Linked DNA regions of Mus musculus: region 2 is linked to region 1. The links are chromatin contacts, called in public Hi-C maps. All regions are on one chromosome and are shown on one strand. Each heading gives the region's core, a stretch centred on a gene start, on an enhancer-like site or on the middle of the called end of the contact. The rest is flanking DNA. Distances are from core to core; before and after follow the strand shown. Region 1 overlaps Reln (reelin). Region 2 holds the start of Reln (reelin).

The links. A called contact is a pair of places that touch in the nucleus more often than the background predicts.
Region 2: a Hi-C map of cerebellar granule neurons shows a contact between it and region 1, with 3 times the contacts expected there. The contact joins the promoter of Reln here to the enhancer-like site in region 1. A contact is called at or near these places in 2 of 39 promoter capture datasets (cranial neural crest and maxillary cranial neural crest), 2 of 484 Hi-C or Micro-C datasets (both in cerebellar granule neurons) and 3 of 9 other capture datasets (adipose tissue, liver and pancreatic islet).

What each region holds. Positions count from the first base shown.
Region 1 is chr5:22,283,457-22,288,031 of GRCm38.p6, reverse strand. It overlaps Reln (reelin), which reads left to right. Exons shown (of 65, transcript NM_011261.2): 2 at 1,029-1,139. Among named protein-coding and RNA genes, the nearest start is that of Reln, 59 kb to the left of the region's middle. Within about 2 kb of position 2,736, at least 2 of the 459 cell types and tissues checked have an H3K27ac peak or open chromatin away from gene starts, as enhancers often do. A contact at or near this core is called in cerebellar granule neurons, where this site is marked.
Region 2 is chr5:22,341,978-22,346,552 of GRCm38.p6, reverse strand. It overlaps Reln (reelin), which reads left to right and starts at 1,848. Exons shown (of 65, transcript NM_011261.2): 1 at 1,848-2,373. The coding sequence starts at 2,145.

The DNA.
Region 1 (4,575 bases), core at 1,487-3,986:
GATGAGTGATTTGGATTTTAGCACTGAAATGTACTATTATTTTTATTAGGAAATGGAAAAGCGATGCATATGAGCACCCAGTACCATTCGGGAGACGGCGTGATGTGAAGCTATTTTATCATACACATGTCTTCTTTGATGCTGTATGGTGATAATGTTTCAGACCATTTATTGCTACTCACTGAATGTCCTGGAGTGTTTCATTTAAACCATCTCATCAGAGTTAATGTGTAGGATGGCAGCCTTGATCTGTGCACTACCAATATAATAGCATTGCCTCCCTCAGCTCCTTCCTCCAAATGGCGTCATCGCTGTCTTATCAAAGCTAGGCAGAGCAGCGCCATCCCAGCCAGGAGGAAGTCACGATCTGGCTTTAGGGTGGGGACTGAGTGACACACACATTGATTTAATCCAGCCTTCTTCTTCTTCAGAGGAACCACATAGACCCCCTCTTGCAGACTTGGTTCTGAAACATAAACGCACAGTGGTCCCCTTTGTTGTTCTCAAGAGGAGCAGACTGACCATTCATGCGGTGTGACGTGCAGGCCCCCGACAAGCATCACGGGCATTTCTCTGCTCTTCATCCAGACAACACGAAATTGTTTCCCACAGTATGGAATAATGATTTTTTAAAGTGTTTTATCACGATGCCAGAAAGTCTAGGCATGCTTTGATGGCCTCCAGAGGTAGGAGTGGAGATGAGGGAAGAACGCTATCCAGTGGTGCATCATTTTCTGATTTTCAGTGTAGCTTGGAAATGTGCAAATAGATGCAAAAATGTAGGACTACGTACTAAATTCAGTACCAGCAATTATACAATTATAAGTATTGAAGTCTTGAAATTTTTGTCTCCTCTGCAATTTGTGTATGTGTGTGAGTGTGTATATGTGTGTATGTGCATACTTGTACACTACAGACAGGGCAGAAATAACTGGTTCATTGGCTAATGCCTACACCTAAGACTCCAGAGTGTACCTGCTCACTCACACTGTAGTAGCTGAAGGTTCTCTTCCCTTCCTGTATTTCAGTTACAATTTCAACAAGCACCTTCTTTGATGGCTTGCTGGTGACGGGACTCTATACCTCGACAAGCATCCAGTCTTCTCAGAGCATTGGAGGCTCCAGCGCCTTTGGATTCGGTAAGCCGTCCTGTTAGAAGGTGCCAGGGATTGTTAGGATTCTATACAGTTATGTCATCTGTTTTGTTTAGGAAACAATCAGTTTTGAAAGTATTCCGCTTTTGTTATTGTTATTAGAAGGGCAAATAATGTAAAGTCATTTGTGTATGTTTGTTCTGGAAATCAGGTGGATTGAGCTGCTGTGTAAATGCTCAGCTAACCATGGTCTTGGGAGACAATCCCCCTCTCTCTCCCTCCCTCCCTCCCTCCCTCCCTCCCTCCCTCCCTCCCTCCCTCCCTCCCTCCTTCTTTCCTTCCCTTCCTCCCCCAACCTGTTTAGCATACATGGCTTCTTGGCCTGTATTATATTCTACTCTTTCCCCCCTCACTGTCTTCTCTTACACCCTCCGGTGTTCCTGAGAGCCCCCCCCCCTCATTTATTCTCACTTTGCCTTCTTACATGTGCATTCCATGACTGTCTAGTCTCCTGCCTCCGTCAAGGTGTTTTCCTCCCACCTCATGGTTTGCTTTCTAGTTTCATGGCCTATAAATAAACCCACAGTTTTAAGTCTAGGAGCCTAGGTTCTGCATATCTGAGGAAATATAATTATTATTTTGAACTCAGCTTGTTTCACTAAACATAATGCCTTTTTAGTTGTATCCATTTTCCCAGATAGGTCATGATTTCACTTTACAGCCTGCATAAAACCCCATTATGTATATGTACCATTTTTTCTTATTCCACTGTTGATGGGCATCTATCTAGGCTGACTCTGTTTCCTGTGTTGTGACTAGTGCAGACATCACCACGAGTGCGCACGTATTTCTGCAGTATGCTGGCCCAGAGCCATTCTGGTATATACTTAGGAGTGAATATATGACAGTTCTGTTTCAGGGTTTCCAGGAACTGCCATACTGAAGTCTGTAGTGGCTTCATGTGTTGGCGTTCCCACCAACATCAAATGATAGTCACTTTTCCCAACATCCTTTCTGTCTCTCTTCTGTCCCTCTGTCTGTCTACTGTCATAGCGGGGATTGTGTAAACTTCTGAGCTTTTCACTCAGTTTGATAGAATTGACTTTGACATCTATGCATCATTCAGTTTTCACAAATAGCTATTCCAGTCTGGAGGTGAGTGAAAAATTCCACAGTATTTAACAAAGAAGCATTACAGAATGACTCCGCAGTAGTTGTTAAAATAATTTAATTCTACAGGTAGTTATAAAAGCATGTCACTTAATACTTAAATTACTCAAGTACAGTGTTTTCTCTTAGACCAGAGACCTGGCAGGTTGCCTCTGGAGAGGCAGAAGGCTACACAAGCGTCACTAATCCCCGAGGATTCCCAATTTGGAAATCTCTGTGTTACCCATATGCTCCAGTCACATCAACGTGGGATTAAATAAAGTATTCAGAATCAAAATGCAAATTTAATATGTTTATGTAAGACCTAAAATCATTGGTCTTATGCTAAAATGATAAAACTACAAAGTGCTTTCCTTGCTGGGGGGGGGGGGGGAGGGCACAGATGGAATTACACTATCCATAGCCACATGAGCTCATGTTACTTAGTAAGTATTTTCCTCTGCAGAAGCCTGTGTCCAGAGCACCAGGGCTGAAGCTCCATCACTACTCTGCTTATCCAAGACAAGGTCCTTGGCCTTGGGGTTGAAAGGAACCCAGAAGGCACTTCACTGTCATACTGGGTTTGATATTGGCCATGTGTTCAATAGAAAAGATCCCAGGCAAAAATTTAATCTGCTGACACCTACTGTTTTAAAAATTGATTATTTGGGAATCTCACACCATGCATCCAGATCAAACTCCTCTCCTAGTCACCCCATGGACCAAAGATAGGCATGGCCTCTGGTGGCATCAGAGACTACAGTGGTCCTTCAAGATGGTTTAATCCAGAAAGTGAACCTCCCCTGCCATGTATCTCCCCTCCCCCAAATCCAAACCCAAACAAAACACAAGTTCATTTTGTGTTGATTGTGTACTCACTGGGGCATGGTCAAACTCCTCGTGGCTAGCCCCAAGAGAAGGTGAGTCTTTCTCCATCTCCACCCCTACCAGAAGCCATCAACAGTGGAGAACAGGCTGGCTTGCCCATGTCCATGCTATCACAAGTGCCACAGTACAGCTGCTGGCGAGGGTCAGAGCCAGCTCTCCTGTGTCTCCAGACATCAGCATGCCTTCAATGGACAGCACAGACCACGTGGCAACATGGGCCACAGAAATCAACATGGCCCTTTAGCTATCTCAGGACCATCCACCCACTCATGGCCCCAAAGGCTACATGGGCCGTGGGCTGCAATATGGCTTCAGTTGTGTAGACATGCCACTCCTATCCAAATGGCTCCCCGAGGAAGCAAAGCCCGAGGACATCACCCAAGCGTCTGGCAGTGGCACAGAATGTATACATCCACCTGGATCTCAGCATTTCCTCATGGCCTGGGGCAGCAGCGTGGACCAAAGACAGGCATGGCCTCTGGTGGCATCACAGACCACAGTGGTCCTTCAAGGTGCTTTAATCTAGAAAGTGAACCTTTCCTCATCTAGGTCCTCACTGCTGCACAGTGTGGGGGCAGTACCACGGTGTGGTTGGCGTGTTCAGAGTCTTCGTCTGCAGAAGCTCCAGGCTGCTGCCACCACTTCACCAATACAGTGCTTCATTTTCCTGCTTTCCCCGTCTCTCCATCCTGAATTCGTCCATCGTCATTGTGCCCGCAGCCTGCACCGTGAAGGCAGGCGGCCTGGTTAGCCTCTGCTGCCAATGCTGTGAAGACGGCAACCTCTGGTGTCTACTTCTAAGGCTACTTCTAAGGCTCTACTTGGGCAGAAATAATCTTCTTAAGTATAAATAGTTCACTTGTTTCCTCCCACCCTTTTTGTGCTTCCCAGAGATGAAGGGTCTGCTTATAATTGTGTCTATAATTTGTACATAAACGTTACCATTTTATTATAGCAGAACTCATAAGCCTGGCTGCCAAATTTAGCTGATAAAAATTTAAGACATCGAGGTCAATGTGAATTTTAGAATAATATTTATTTCAAGTATGCAATGTTTACACTCCAGGTTCTACCCTAGTACAGTCAGTTTCAAAAGCTCTGGAGTTGTGGTTTCTAACTTTTAAAGCTCCTTAGATGATTCTTCTTAGTTTTTAAGTTAATCAATTAAAAATGTTTTTGTAGCCCCAGGTAGCCTTCTAAGTTACTTTCCCGTCACTGTGATAACAAATCAACCAACCCATTACTAAAGCAGCTCACGAGAGGAAGCGTTTCTTTGGGCTGTGATTGGAGGGTTCCATCCACCATGGAGGAAGTCCTGGTGCGGAGCCTAAGGTATCCAGACATTGTGTCAGCATCAGGAAGCAGGAAGGGCAGGTGCTGTGCTCCACATGCATTCTGTGTGGGGTCCTCTGCATGCTCTGTCAGAGACACAATCCCATGGATG
Region 2 (4,575 bases), core at 599-3,098, 59 kb before region 1:
CCTAACATTTACCTCCATTGGAAGTAATTTTCTCCTACTGTTTGAATTTACCCTCTCCCAGCACTAGATTCTGAGTTCCATGTGGTCCAGCACATGTCGGCTACAGCTCAGAGCATGGCATCCAGCCATTTGGTGTATAGGAGGTAGTTGGCAAATGTAACTGAATGGCTAGACCTCACATTGGCCTTTTCTCTTCTGTATATGACAGTGCTGTAAGTCTGCATTGATTCAATACCTGCTAGCCATATGTAGCTGTGGGTTATTTTAAAATGTGGTTAATGTGACTGAAGAATTTGAATTTGAATGTAAACAGCTGCTCTGGCCAAGCTTTATCATAATGGCTGCTGCAGCTAAACCGAAGCTAATCTAGGCTGGAGGAGGAGGCAGGTGTCTCCTGGGCCTGCCCAAAGTAGGTGGTCCGGTCGTGCTGGTTTCCTCCCGAGCTCGAGCTCGGGCTGTAGACAGTGGCAGGCCAGGCATCTTTAGAGTCAGCCTTCGTCTTACTTGGGGCAAGCTATTCTGATTTCTCCCCTGTGAAATGGGGGAAGTTTTGCTTCTTCCGGTGGTGGTGTTAGGATTACATTAGGCTAATGATCTACAAGCCTGTGCAGCCTGCATGGCACTTTGCTCTAGTGTAATATTAGTCGCGTGTATGAATATGTGTGCTGTTGAACTTTGGGAGGATTGGAAGTAATGGAGACCAACAGGCAGTTAGGTCCTTCCTATCTGCTGAAACTGTGAATGTGGCAGAAAAAAAAAAATCTTTTGCAATGAAATTACCACAGAGGTCTCCCTTTGGATCTTGCCTTCTGACGCCCTTCTCCCAAACTCAGGCAAAGACTACCATTTCTGACATTACAGTTTCCTGGTTTCTTTACAAGCAAGGCTTATTTTGGCTTGGTGCTGAGCCTGGAGAAATGCATTAAAACCTGGCAGCTCTGTTCTCCCGTCTCTGGGTGCCTCGGGGCTCCTGCCAGCGGTGCTCGGTTAAAAAACGTGCTTCTGGATGGTTTCACTTGCCCGCAGTCCTGCGTGAGATAGCTCATTAACGCCGGTTTCATTGCTGCTGCCAGCCACTCCTCTGCATGCCTTCCCCTCCCCCACCCCAGTGACAGTGGTCATGCATGACATGTAGAAGTAATAAACTCGGACCTAAAATTTACTACCCCCATCTCCGTCCGAGGAATCCCCTAGCAACGCGTAAATACAGAGTCCGGCGAAGCTCGCCTGTCGGGTCCCCTCACCACAATCCCCACGGCCGAGAAGCCCGACGATCTGGCCCCGCACCACTCCAGGTGGCAATCGCACCGTCACCCAATCTCCCTTTCAGCCTGGCTGCCACTGAAGACCCGGGCCGGGGCAGCGACGGGGCCGCGAGGCCTGACTGGAAAGGGCTCGCGCGCGCGGGGCACCGTCGCGGTTGGGGCCACTGACGGGAGGGTCCCCAGGACAAGCGCTGGCCGTGGGGACTGGGGGGCGGCGGGCCCCGAGGGGCGAGGGTTGCAGCCGGCGTAGACAAAGAACAGCGCGGTCCCCGCCGCCCTCGGCTTCCCCGCGCGTCCTCGCAGAACGGGCAGCCGTGAGCCCGGGGCTCCGGTTCCCCGGGGCAGCCCGTCGGTCTCTGGCCGCTCTCGTTCGCGCAGCGGCCGAGCAGCCCTGCCCTTCCGGGCGGAGCGGGCCGTGGGCGGGAGGCGCGCGTGTGCTCCGGGCACAGCCCGAGGTGCGGGCAAGCCCGAGGGGGCGGGGACGGGCGCGGGGGCGGGGGCGCGGCTGGGACACGTGTGGCGGCGGCGGGGGAGGGGGCGGCGCCCGGGGCTTTAAGAAGGTGCGGAGGGGGCGGGCACTTTCCCAAGCCCGGCCGAGGGGCGTCGCGTGCACACCGGCGGCGGCGGCGCTCGGAGGCGGACGACGCGCTCTCGGCGCCCGCGGCCCCGGTTCCCCCCGCGCTCTCGCTCCGGCGGCCCAAAGTAACTTCGGGAGCCTCGGTCTCCCGCTAACTTCCCCCCGCGGGCTCGGTTGCCCGGACCCGCTCGGCTCGAGCCCGCCGCCGGCTCGCCTTCCCCGCACGCGGCTCCTCCGTGCCGGTGCCTCCGAAAGTGGATGAGAGAGCGCGCGGGGCGCGCGGCGGCACGGAGCGCGGCGGCATGGAGCGCGGCTGCTGGGCGCCGCGGGCTCTCGTCCTGGCCGTGCTGCTGCTGCTGGCGACGCTGAGGGCGCGCGCGGCCACCGGCTACTACCCGCGCTTCTCGCCTTTCTTTTTCCTGTGCACCCACCACGGGGAGCTGGAAGGGGATGGGGAGCAGGGCGAGGTGCTCATTTCCCTGCACATTGCGGGCAACCCCACCTACTACGTACCGGGACAGGAATACCATGGTAGGTACCACCACGGCATCCCTACGGCGCCACGGTGGCCCGCGAGCGCATCTTTCCATCCTTTTCCTTCTTCCCAGGGGCCAGCCGGCCGGAGACCGGGACAACCTCCTACCTCAGCGGGGTGCGCTGCCTGGGGAGAGAGAACAAAGTTAGTGGAGAATGGAGTCCTGAGTTGGGATTTCAACTGTCCCCTAACACATAAACTGGTGCTTATGTGACAGGCCACACAAGCTTTTGGTACTGCTGTCCCCCACCCCTTCACTCCCTGCAGCTGCCGAACCTGCGCATCGTGTTTTCCTAACCCCAGTACTTAGATACCAGACTTTTGTCCTGTTCTGGGTCCTCCTTGGTGGGTCCCCAGGTGGCGCTGGGGTTGTCACTGGGTTTTGCCGGCCAGCTGCCGACAGATTGGAGCACTTTGGTCGGTGGCTGCCCATGCCGGCGGCCAGTTAAAAGTTCCCGCTGCTCTGCAGCCAGGAGTCCCTAGTGATCTGTCCTCAAGAAACAGAGCGGCTGTTTCCAACCCTTTATTCTTTTAAAGAGTCGTTTAAAATATCAGTGATTGATGATTTCTGTCATCCCCTTCATACTTTTAGCTTGGTGCTTGCTGTTGTTAGCATTGTCTGGGCGATGCTTACTAATCACTTGTATCTGCACAGCTTTAAGTCCCTGGCAGGACCTACAAGCTTCTCCCCACAAAGGCGATCCCTCTCCTAAGGGATCAGTATGCAATCCTTCATCGAGGTGAAACATTACTGCAAAGTTGAATTTTAGCAACAAGAAGAGTAATTTAATGTAGTATGCAGTCCTTCATCGAGGTTAAAACATTACTCAAAAATAAAAATTAGCTACAAGAAGAGCAATTTAGTGTAGTCCATATACTTTTAATCAAGTGAAATATGTGGGAGATAAACCATGTGTACTTTCTGTCTTCATTCTGGGACTTCTTAATGATAGGAAATGTTAAATTGGAAAATTTCCATAAAATATTTATACCCAATGACATAAACTATCATTGAGTGAACTCATGCCATCCCAAGGGTGCTGTCTGTAATAGGCTACAGGTGTTGACAGAGCAGAAGGTGGCTGGCATTTCACATAGATTTGGGAGTGAAAATTTTGTAAAAATGCTAAAGAGTTTTCTGTTTCAGTAAAACCTTCCTACCCACCTCCAAATGGCTTTGGCTGAGTCTGTTCATCCTAGATATTTACACCAGTGGCTTTAACAACTTCCTCAGAGGGGTGGCAGCCTTGTTCCTGCAATTTCATAATTTAATTTTAGGAAATCAATTTCTGTAACTAGTCCTTTAAATAAAAGGGTTTGCTTGTACGTGTTCCCTTCCCAACAGTTATCTGGTGCTTTTTCTGAGATCATGGAAATCTTTGCAGTGAAAGGAACGCCAGTGTGGTGACCACCCAGACCTAACCTACAGACTGACTGAGACAGTGGTCACTTGGCGTGCCCCTTAGCAGACGTGTAGCTGGTTATCTGTGAGAGCCGCTAGTCGGTGAGTGAGTGAATGCTGGTCTAAAAGGTGCTCCTGTCAAGCTGTGAGGGGTGTCTCTGATGACAGAGCCGCATCAGCCCCCACCACACAGACCCTTTGTACATCACTGCTGAAGGGAGTATCAGTGAGACTGAGAATAACCATCTACAGCTTTTGGGTTTGCTGTAAAGTTGGCAGATGAACCACAGCCTGACTGCAGTCATGTCACTAAGCCTGAAAAGAGGGGAATGAATGCATTCTTTCAGACTGGACATTGTAGGGAACAGGTCCCCAGAACCTCTCTTATGCCACCAGAAAAGATGGAGGGATTTTATCATGTAACTTGAAAGGTCAAATTATTAGAGTAATGCCATTTTAAATTCCTATTAAATATTGTATCAAAGTTTAAGCTTTGGGAACCAGCTGTATAACTCTAGGCCTTCAGTGTTTTTCCTATAAAATGCTCTACAGGTAGGAGAAATGCTTAAAACTGAAATTATACATATATGTGGCTTTTTAATTATTAAACCTTTGGAAATGAAAAAAATAGCATCTGTAAGAATTGACTCACTATAGGAAAACATAATAAATACATTTGTGGTTGACTCATTTTGATGAATGTTGAAAGCAGGAGGAGGTCATTTGATCAAAAGCCTACTTACGTAAGGAAATCTGTAAAATATGGGCTTGGGAATCTCTTTCTAGCCTTCTAAAC